Regions from separate parts of the Mus musculus genome. Here all the other regions are linked to region 1. The links are chromatin contacts, called in public HiChIP or PLAC-seq maps. All regions are on one chromosome and are shown on one strand. The core of a region is the stretch at or near the end of the contact, and the rest is flanking DNA. Distances in the headings are between cores, read along the strand shown. Region 1 overlaps Gm32718 (a long non-coding RNA gene). Region 2 holds the start of Nhlrc2 (NHL repeat containing 2). Region 3 overlaps Nhlrc2 (NHL repeat containing 2).

Region 1 (2,520 bases), core at 16-2,515:
CATCCTTTTGGCTGGATGATGGGAGAACAAGTTATCCAGAACTGCAAGTCTCTCTCTGCCCAGGCACTGCTGGGTTTACAGGCGTACGAAGCCATGCTTGGGGTTTGATGTGTGATCTGGACACACAGACTCAGACCTTCATGCTTGCAGAGCAACCCCTCTGACCCAGTGGGCTGCCTCTCTTGCCCAAAGAATATTTTAGAAAGAGGACTTCAATGTGAGGTCGGTCGGACGGAACTCAGAAGAGGGTAGGAAGATGGTGGTTCTGGTCACTGTAGCTCAACTTTACTATTGATTTCTCAGAGGCTTATGTCAAAATGTCAGGAAGGAAGGAAGGAAGGCACAAAGCTCTCGACCTTGGTGTGACAGCTTCATCTTGAGTCAAATTAATTTCCTGTCTTACTGAGTAATCAAAAACCATAACACTGAAACCAGTGCTAAAAATACCACGGCAGCGACCGAAACACACAGAGTGCTTCTCTCCATCCATGTTCTTCCATGAGAGTAGTTAAGCCGTGAATCACTGAGAATTCCTGCAGTATGTCCTGCACAGCGTTCAACATTGATTACGAGCTTGAGGACAGGAGGCGAACTTCCGTTGTGTTCTCTCTCTCTCTCTCTCTCTCTCTCTCTCTCTCTCTGTCTCATCTCTCTGTCTCTGTCTCTCTCTGTCTCATCTCTCTGTCTCTGTCTCTCTCTGTCTCTCTCTCTGTCTCTCTGTCTCTGTCTGTCTCATCTCTCTGTCTCTGTCTCTCTCTCCCTGTCTCTCTGTCTCTCTCTGTCTCATCTCTCTGTCTCTGTCTCTGTCTCTCTCTGTCTCTGTCTCTGTCTCTCTCTCTCACACACACACACACACACACACACACACACACACACACACACACACTGTGGAGTTGATCAACACTGCCCTCCCCATCCTTCTAAGTTGCTCCTTGTAAAGAAGTTTCACCCTGAGTTATGGCAGAATTCTCAGCAGAATTCTCACCATGACAGTTCCCTCTGTGCCTTGAAATGCTTTGCATGGAGAGACGGATCCCCAGGGCTGCTTGTGGATAGGCGACTTCTCTCCAGGTCGCTGGTTTGCAGCTGGCCACAGAATGGCAAAGGTAATCTCACCTGGCCACCTTCTGGTGACCAGGGCTGCCAGAACTGTGGCTGTGGTGGGGAGGAGATGAGCAGTCCCATGAGCCATACCTCAGTGAACTTGAAATGCTAATTAAAGAAGCACTGGCCTGACCGTGATGCTATGTAGCAGGTTCCACCCAGTGACAATCATGAGAGGTGTGAGAACTCAGCCAGCGAGGCTCAGCTCACAGAGGGGCAAGCAAGATAGTCTGGATGAGTCAATTGGACCCTAGGTAAGCAGGGCCACACCCTTGCTGATGCATCCTGTGTGGGTCTCGGTCACTCCAGAGCTCTGCATCCGCCTTTACTGGCTCTCGCCTTTCTGCCTTGATTTCTTCACTGATCCAGTGAGTGAGCAGAGAACAGATCTGGAGGAAGAAGATGCGGGGCAGCAACAGCACATGTGGGTGGGGCTGGTAACTTCTTCGATAGCATGACTGCATGGTCCCAGGACTTGGTTACCCAACTGAGTGTGAACTGTGGGCTCAGTCACTGTAGACACGACACACCCACTTCTTCCTCGTGGCTAATGTGTGGTCTGTGACCAAGGCTGCTCTAGAGGGTGTGCTGTTGTTTTTAGTCAACAGGGAGATAGCCGCAGGAGTTGGAGGAAAGCATTTAAAATGTTGCACAAGGGTTCGGCACCGCTGCTGTATGCACACATCATTTCGTGTGCTTTGCCAGAGCATCGGTCGGCAGTAGGCTTGGGATTTGGAAAAATGTCATTTACCACGGAAAGACTGAGAATCACTCGACAGAGCGTTTAGGGCTTCCTGTGTGTGTGGGGGGGTGTGTGGGTGTCAGCGTGAGGGGTGTGGCCCTACAAGGAACTGGTAGTCCAGGCTTATGAACCACCAGCTGACTGATGGCTCCGTGGTTACAGGAGACCCTCCAGGGTATCTCTGTGCCAAGATGGACTCCAGGGGCATGGGAGCCATAGCCCGAGCCTCTTCTATGTCTACCAAAGCCTCTGGCAGAGAGCTGAGAGGAACAGCCACACAGCTGCCCTTGAGTGAAGCTATTCTTTGCACAACTGATAATTATAAGGAGAATGATGCCGGGCAGTATTTGGCTTTCGTAAGCGAGGGGTCACTTGTTATTTTCTGCCTCCTTGTGTGTGCATCCCCACACTGAGTGTGTATGGCTGTGTGCATGTGTACATGCATGTGTGTATGTGCGCGTACACGCACATGGACATGTGTGTGGTCTTTCTCAGTCACTGTCCATCTTATTATCGAGACAGGGTCTCTAACTGAACCTGGAGCTAGCTGGTGATCGAGTGAGGCTCCCCCACCCATCCCCACGCCCCCACCCCGATCTGCCTGTCTCCACTTCCTCAGAGCCTGGATTACAGGCAAGCTCCACTAGCTTCTAGCTTTTAAATGGATTCTGGGG
Region 2 (2,520 bases), core at 14-2,513, 210 kb after region 1:
TGGTTTCAGTGTCACACGCCAGGACACATGCCAACACGGCAGGCTAAACAATGACACTCCCAACCAAAGAAGGTAAGGGAGCGTTTTGTTTAAACTGTACTACCGGGAGTATCGTTTCCCTATGTCCCAACAGTTCCCACTACTAGGATTCAAACCTGAGTACTAAGCTAAAATTGATTCCAGATTTTAAAGATCAATAGGTTCACCACTTTGAACGTGGAAACGCGGTTGGACTAGAAAACCATCAGATGCTATGCCTGTAGAATGTAGTCCAACTCTAGTGGTTATTAGACGGGCAGGTTTCCTAGCCTTCCCTGTGCCTCAGTTTCCTTAACTGTAAAACAAGACTAGTAAGAGGGTCTCGGTGGGTTGTACCAGGTAAGTAGGAGCTCTCAAGTGCTTCAAACCGTCTGTGGCACATTAAAAAGTGATCAATATACACCCATGGAGCCTTGAGGCTACTGACGTCAGGTCACGCAGGATTCCAGACAGAGATGCAAACACTGGTCCCCGCCCAGCAGAACCCCCTCCGTGTGTCGCTGCTCCCCTGGAGCACCTCGGGGGCTGTGGGAGGACCGCAGGGCACCGATCTGCTGGCGGGAGGGAGCCACCGAGGAAGGGGAGGACCCGGGAGCGGCCCCCACCCCGACGCCAGCCCCTCACCTTCCGGAAACTCGGGCACCGCTAGGTCCTGCTCCCAGCCGTCCACCTTCTGCAGATACTGGTAGACCAACTCATCCTTCTCTTGCTGGGTGACGGCGTCCAGCAGGGCGTACTCGAGCGAGGTCTGCGCGGGCAGCAGGCCCGAGAGGCTCGCGCCGCGCGCTCCGGGAGCCGCCATGTTGCGCGAGCTCCCGAGGGCTCCGGGGCCGAGGGCGCGGGTCGGACCAGCGTGCGCCGCCCTCTTGACTCAGAGCGGGGCCTGGCCAGCCCGGCCCTGCGCCACACACGCTTCCGCCTCCAATAAGCCTTCCTCCGGACGCCAAAGTCCAAAGGGCCGTGCTTCCCTGGCGCGTAATTAAACTCCAGAGTTGCCCACCCCGCCCCTTCCAGGTTCCGGGCCGCCGCGAAGCCTGGACGTTCAGAGCGCCAGATTCGACACGGGGAAGGCTGCTAGGGTCGCGCTCCAGAGGAGCTGGGAACCCATTGCCTTTGAAGCCCGGCAGGGAATTCCAAGACAAATAAAATTCAAATAACCATGTACACGTTTAAAAGAGCCGACTTAAGAAAAGCCTGCCCATTTGTGTGTCCCACTCTTAAACTGAGATCAGCCGATTCGGCACGGCAGTGACAGTGGGACAGCGTTCCCGCCAAGAAAGACTCGAAAGGTAAAGAAGGTAAAGCAACCCTCGGAGGAGACTCTTTTTTTTTTTTTTTTTTTTTTTTTTTTTTTTTTTAATGTAGGCAGTGAGGCCGGTGGTTTTGTGTTGACAACAACAAAAGTGTCCTGTGACTCTGGGTGTGCTGAAAGTGCGGGCGCGAATGGAATGTCCCGCGAGCTGGCGCAGAGAGGAGGCAGCTGCAGCGGGGTCCCCCTGCTGCCAGGCCAGGTGTGCCCACGAGGGACTACCGGGAGGAACGGGGCGAGCTGCACAAGGGCTCATTGGGATGTTGGCATTATTTAACCTGGGAATAATGTAGGGCTCCTTCATTGATCTTCCCCCCACCCCAGATCCAAAGGCAAAGAGCGGGAGCCTGTAGGAATTTTCTGGTACCTGACCTCTCTGGAGGTCTGCAGAAGTGGCTGATTGATTTCAGGGCAGACAGCCCCTATGGTGTGGAGTACAGTCTCACATGTTTGAACTTTGTTCACTGTGCAGGGTTTGATCCTAGGATGGAGGAAGAAATGGACTGACCCAGGAAGCTGAAACTGGTTGGACCCATGAGTCACGAATAAGGGCAGCTGTCGGTTGTAACCAACACCTCTTTGATTATGGTCTAGTCTATGGACTAGTCTCACACTAAGTAGACTAGGGACTGTGACTGGACTTGTAAATGGACACTTGTCCACATGAACGAGAGCCAGAATAGCTTTCTAACCATTATATGGAGACTGTTTTCAGTTAAAGTCATTGAGCCTGGTACTTACCGTCAGTGCTTGACATTCAAGACATTCTTGATTCTTATTTTTATAAATCAAGTTCTGAGAAGTTAAAAAAAAACCTGAATGAAATAGTGTCACAATGTAAAGAAAACCGTATAGATGTTACCCTGTAGTGAGTTCTCTTAATTTTATTATGGTATAAAATGGAACAGCAGGTGTTCACAGGTACTAAGTGGGTTGTGTGCCAATATCACCAAAGCTTTCAGTTCCAACCAAGTTAGTTGGCTTTTGGCTACTTTTTTTTTCCTATTAAAAACTTGTTACAAGAAATGGACTCTGAATTCACCAAAGACTGGTGCTGTACTCACAAAAATCATTTGGCCATGTTAGAAGACACGTTTTGGGAAGAAGAAATCTGGGAATATAAATCTAAAAGAAAGCCCAAACCCGTACATCCAAATAATTGTTCTGAAAAT
Region 3 (2,520 bases), core at 6-2,505, 170 kb after region 1:
CTGTGCCTGGACACCGGAGGTCTTGAACTTGCTAGACAGCTGTCCCTTTCTACAAATAAAGATGAGTGTAGTGGGCTGGGCGGTGATGGTGCACACTTTTAATTTCAGCACTCAGGAGGTAGAGGCAGGTGGATCTGAGCTTGACGCTAGTCTAGAGTACAGAGTGAATTCTAGGATAGCCAGAGCTACACAGAGAAATACTGCATAAAAAGCTAAAAGCAACCAAAGATAATTGTGATAGCTTGTAAGCTTGTACCTACTTCCTATTACTACATAACAACTTTGTGGTCTGTGACTGTGTTCTGGTCAGCTTTTGGTCAACTTGACACAAACTGGAGTCGTCTGAGAAGAGGGAACGTCAACAGAGAATGTGTCCATCAGACTGACCTGTGGACAAACTTGTGGTCACTGATGATTGACATGAAAGGGCCCCGCCCACTTTGGGTGGTACCACCCTGAACAAGTGGTCCTAGGTTTGTGAGACCGCAAATGGGCAAGCCAGTGTGCAGCTCCAGTGGCCTGGCTCAGTGCCTTCCGCAGGCACAGGACAGACTTTCAGTCACTTACTTATTCTACATATAGGCTCTTACTGGGCTGTTATCTAACAGATACAGCACAGGGCCGAGTACACTGAGTAAATGGAACCAGGCTCATTTCTTTAAGAGGTAGTCTAGTAGGAAGAAACAGTTATAATCAGGCATGAGCCAAGAGACAGAGAAGAGAGGAGCAAAGGGGAGTGCAGCCAGCCCCGCCTGAGGCTGAGGGAGGAGGGGGAGTCAGGAGAAGTACTGCTCCCCACACTCACGTGCCCGCCTGGTGCCAATGCTATCCTAACTCTTCACACAGCAATCCCCTAGGTGACACAAACACATACAATGATGGAAAATGACAGAGGTAAAGGGGCTCACTCACTCTCCTGTGCTTCCACAGTAAGGAGAGCTAGGACTGCCATGCAGCACTCTGAAGCACCTGAAGGAGTGACTGCAGACACAGGAACTGTGTTTATGTTGTGAAGGATTAAAGCCCCACCTAACATTTCTGGTTCTCTCTCTAGGCACTCAGAAGAATGGCTCCTCCCAGGCTCTTAGAAATTAGATGCAGCCACAGGCTTAACTAAGGCTGATGAAATACAAGTGGAAGTGACGTTATGTCACCTCTGAGCAGCAGCTTTGAGAACCAGCTAGTGACTCACCACCTCCTCCTCTCTATCTCTGCCAGAAGGGCTGGCAGAGCTCCTGACAGCAGCTGCCTCCTCGGCCTGGGGAGCAGACCAATGCTCCCCAGTGAAGCCACTCGAGAGAGCAAGAAGCCTGTTGGGCCATGTGGCTGAGTGTGCGCACCCTGGCACGGTGACCTGGGCAGGGAAGCTGGGGACTAAGGAGGACGGCTGTCCCAGGACACAGCCACTTACCTTTTCTTTGGCAGTGTGCCAGAGTCTAGGAGGAGTGCCCATATCTGATGAGTCCCTGCCATGGCTATCCACAGGATGTCATTTCTTTGGACCTCTGAACCTTTATGAAAATAAGTAGCATGTATTATATACATATCTGGTTACTATGATACTTTTTAGGAATTGAAATCCATAGATGATACTAGTTTTTATAAATCAGCTGTTTCAGAACACGGTTCCTCAGGGAAGATGTGTTACTAGAAACCTTCCACCTCACCTGCAACAGTTTCATGAGAACCCAAAGCTGTCATATTTTTTTTAATTAAATGCAGTACAGGGTGATAATTCAATACATGTTTACAATGTGCAATGACAAAATTAAATCAATTAGCATTTCCATTTCCTTAAACCAAATCCACACATTCTTAATAGCAGTATGTCAATCTGCATCTCTGGAAACAATGTTTTTAAACACCGATTAAAACATTTTTTATGTGACACAAAAATGGGCTGATATTCTCTAAGAAAACTCTGGCAATTTCCACAAAAGAAGTGATGCTTTTAAGAGCAGTGTGGAAGCATACTCCTGTAGTCCCAGAGGCTAAGAGGCAGATTTCAGAGGAGTGTGGTGGCCCATTCCTGTACTGCAGAGGCAGAGGGGCAGAGGGGCAGAGGGGCAGAGGGGCAGAGGGGCAGAGAGGCAGAGAGAGGCAGAGAGAGGCAGAGAGGCAGAGGCAGAGGCAGGAGAAGCCCAAGTTGGAAGCCTGTTAGACTACATAGCAAGTTCCAGGCCAGCCTGGGTTACAAAGTAGAGACCCTGTGTTAAAACAAAATAACAATAAAAAGAAGCTAAAGGAATGTGTCTTTTTATTACCAAAGGCATGGGATTTGATATTCAGACACAAAGTAGATCAGTCATTTGCAAATGCACTATCTAGTAGCCTCTAATACTTACGGGGTTGTGTCTGTAGGAGTGTGCACATGTGTGTGTGGAGGCTGGAGGTCAATGTTGTGTCTCCTTCAGTCAGGCTCTGCTTTATGTACTTACTAGACAGGTTCTCTGTGTACCTAGAGTTCACTGATCTGGCTGGACTGGCTGGCTACTGGGAAAGTCCAAGGATCCTCCATCT

What was found. HiChIP or PLAC-seq counts read pairs in DNA pulled down with a chosen protein or histone mark.
Region 2: a BATF HiChIP or PLAC-seq map of CD8 T cells shows a contact between it and region 1, with 8 read pairs. The contact joins the promoter of Nhlrc2 here to the enhancer-like site in region 1. A contact is called at or near these places in 17 of 39 promoter capture datasets (the 3T3-L1 cell line, 3T3-L1-derived adipocytes, the C10 cell line and 10 more), 2 of 484 Hi-C or Micro-C datasets (bone marrow-derived macrophages and embryonic stem cells), 26 of 115 datasets of contacts at active chromatin or transcription factors (CD8 T cells, acute myeloid leukemia, bone marrow-derived macrophages and 16 more) and 3 of 9 other capture datasets (adipose tissue, liver and pancreatic islet).
Region 3: a contact with region 1 is called in a BATF HiChIP or PLAC-seq map of CD8 T cells, with 5 read pairs. The contact joins two enhancer-like sites. A contact is called at or near these places in 12 of 39 promoter capture datasets (the 3T3-L1 cell line, 3T3-L1-derived adipocytes, the HPC-7 cell line and 7 more), 2 of 484 Hi-C or Micro-C datasets (bone marrow-derived macrophages and embryonic fibroblasts) and 4 of 115 datasets of contacts at active chromatin or transcription factors (CD8 T cells, effector CD8 T cells, embryonic fibroblasts and 1 more).

What each region holds. Positions count from the first base shown.
Region 1 is chr19:56,755,681-56,758,200 of GRCm38.p6, reverse strand. Gm32718 (a long non-coding RNA gene) reads right to left here. Exons shown (of 7, transcript XR_001782687.1): 5 at 986-1,493. Among named protein-coding and RNA genes, the nearest start is that of Gm32718, 14 kb to the right of the region's middle. Within about 2 kb of position 1,265, at least 19 of the 459 cell types and tissues checked have an H3K27ac peak or open chromatin away from gene starts, as enhancers often do. A contact at or near this core is called in CD8 T cells and memory CD8 T cells, where this site is marked.
Region 2 is chr19:56,547,004-56,549,523 of GRCm38.p6, reverse strand. Nhlrc2 (NHL repeat containing 2) reads right to left here and starts at 1,263. Exons shown (of 11, transcript NM_025811.3): 1 at 664-1,263. The coding sequence starts at 841. Dclre1a (DNA cross-link repair 1A) reads left to right here and starts at 1,402. Exons shown (of 10, transcript NM_001360437.1): 1 at 1,402-1,550; 2 at 1,821-2,520. The coding sequence starts at 2,374.
Region 3 is chr19:56,587,161-56,589,680 of GRCm38.p6, reverse strand. Nhlrc2 (NHL repeat containing 2) reads right to left here. Exons shown (of 11, transcript NM_025811.3): 6 at 1,412-1,511. Among named protein-coding and RNA genes, the nearest start is that of Nhlrc2, 40 kb to the right of the region's middle. Within about 2 kb of position 1,255, at least 172 of the 459 cell types and tissues checked have an H3K27ac peak or open chromatin away from gene starts, as enhancers often do. A contact at or near this core is called in CD8 T cells, where this site is marked.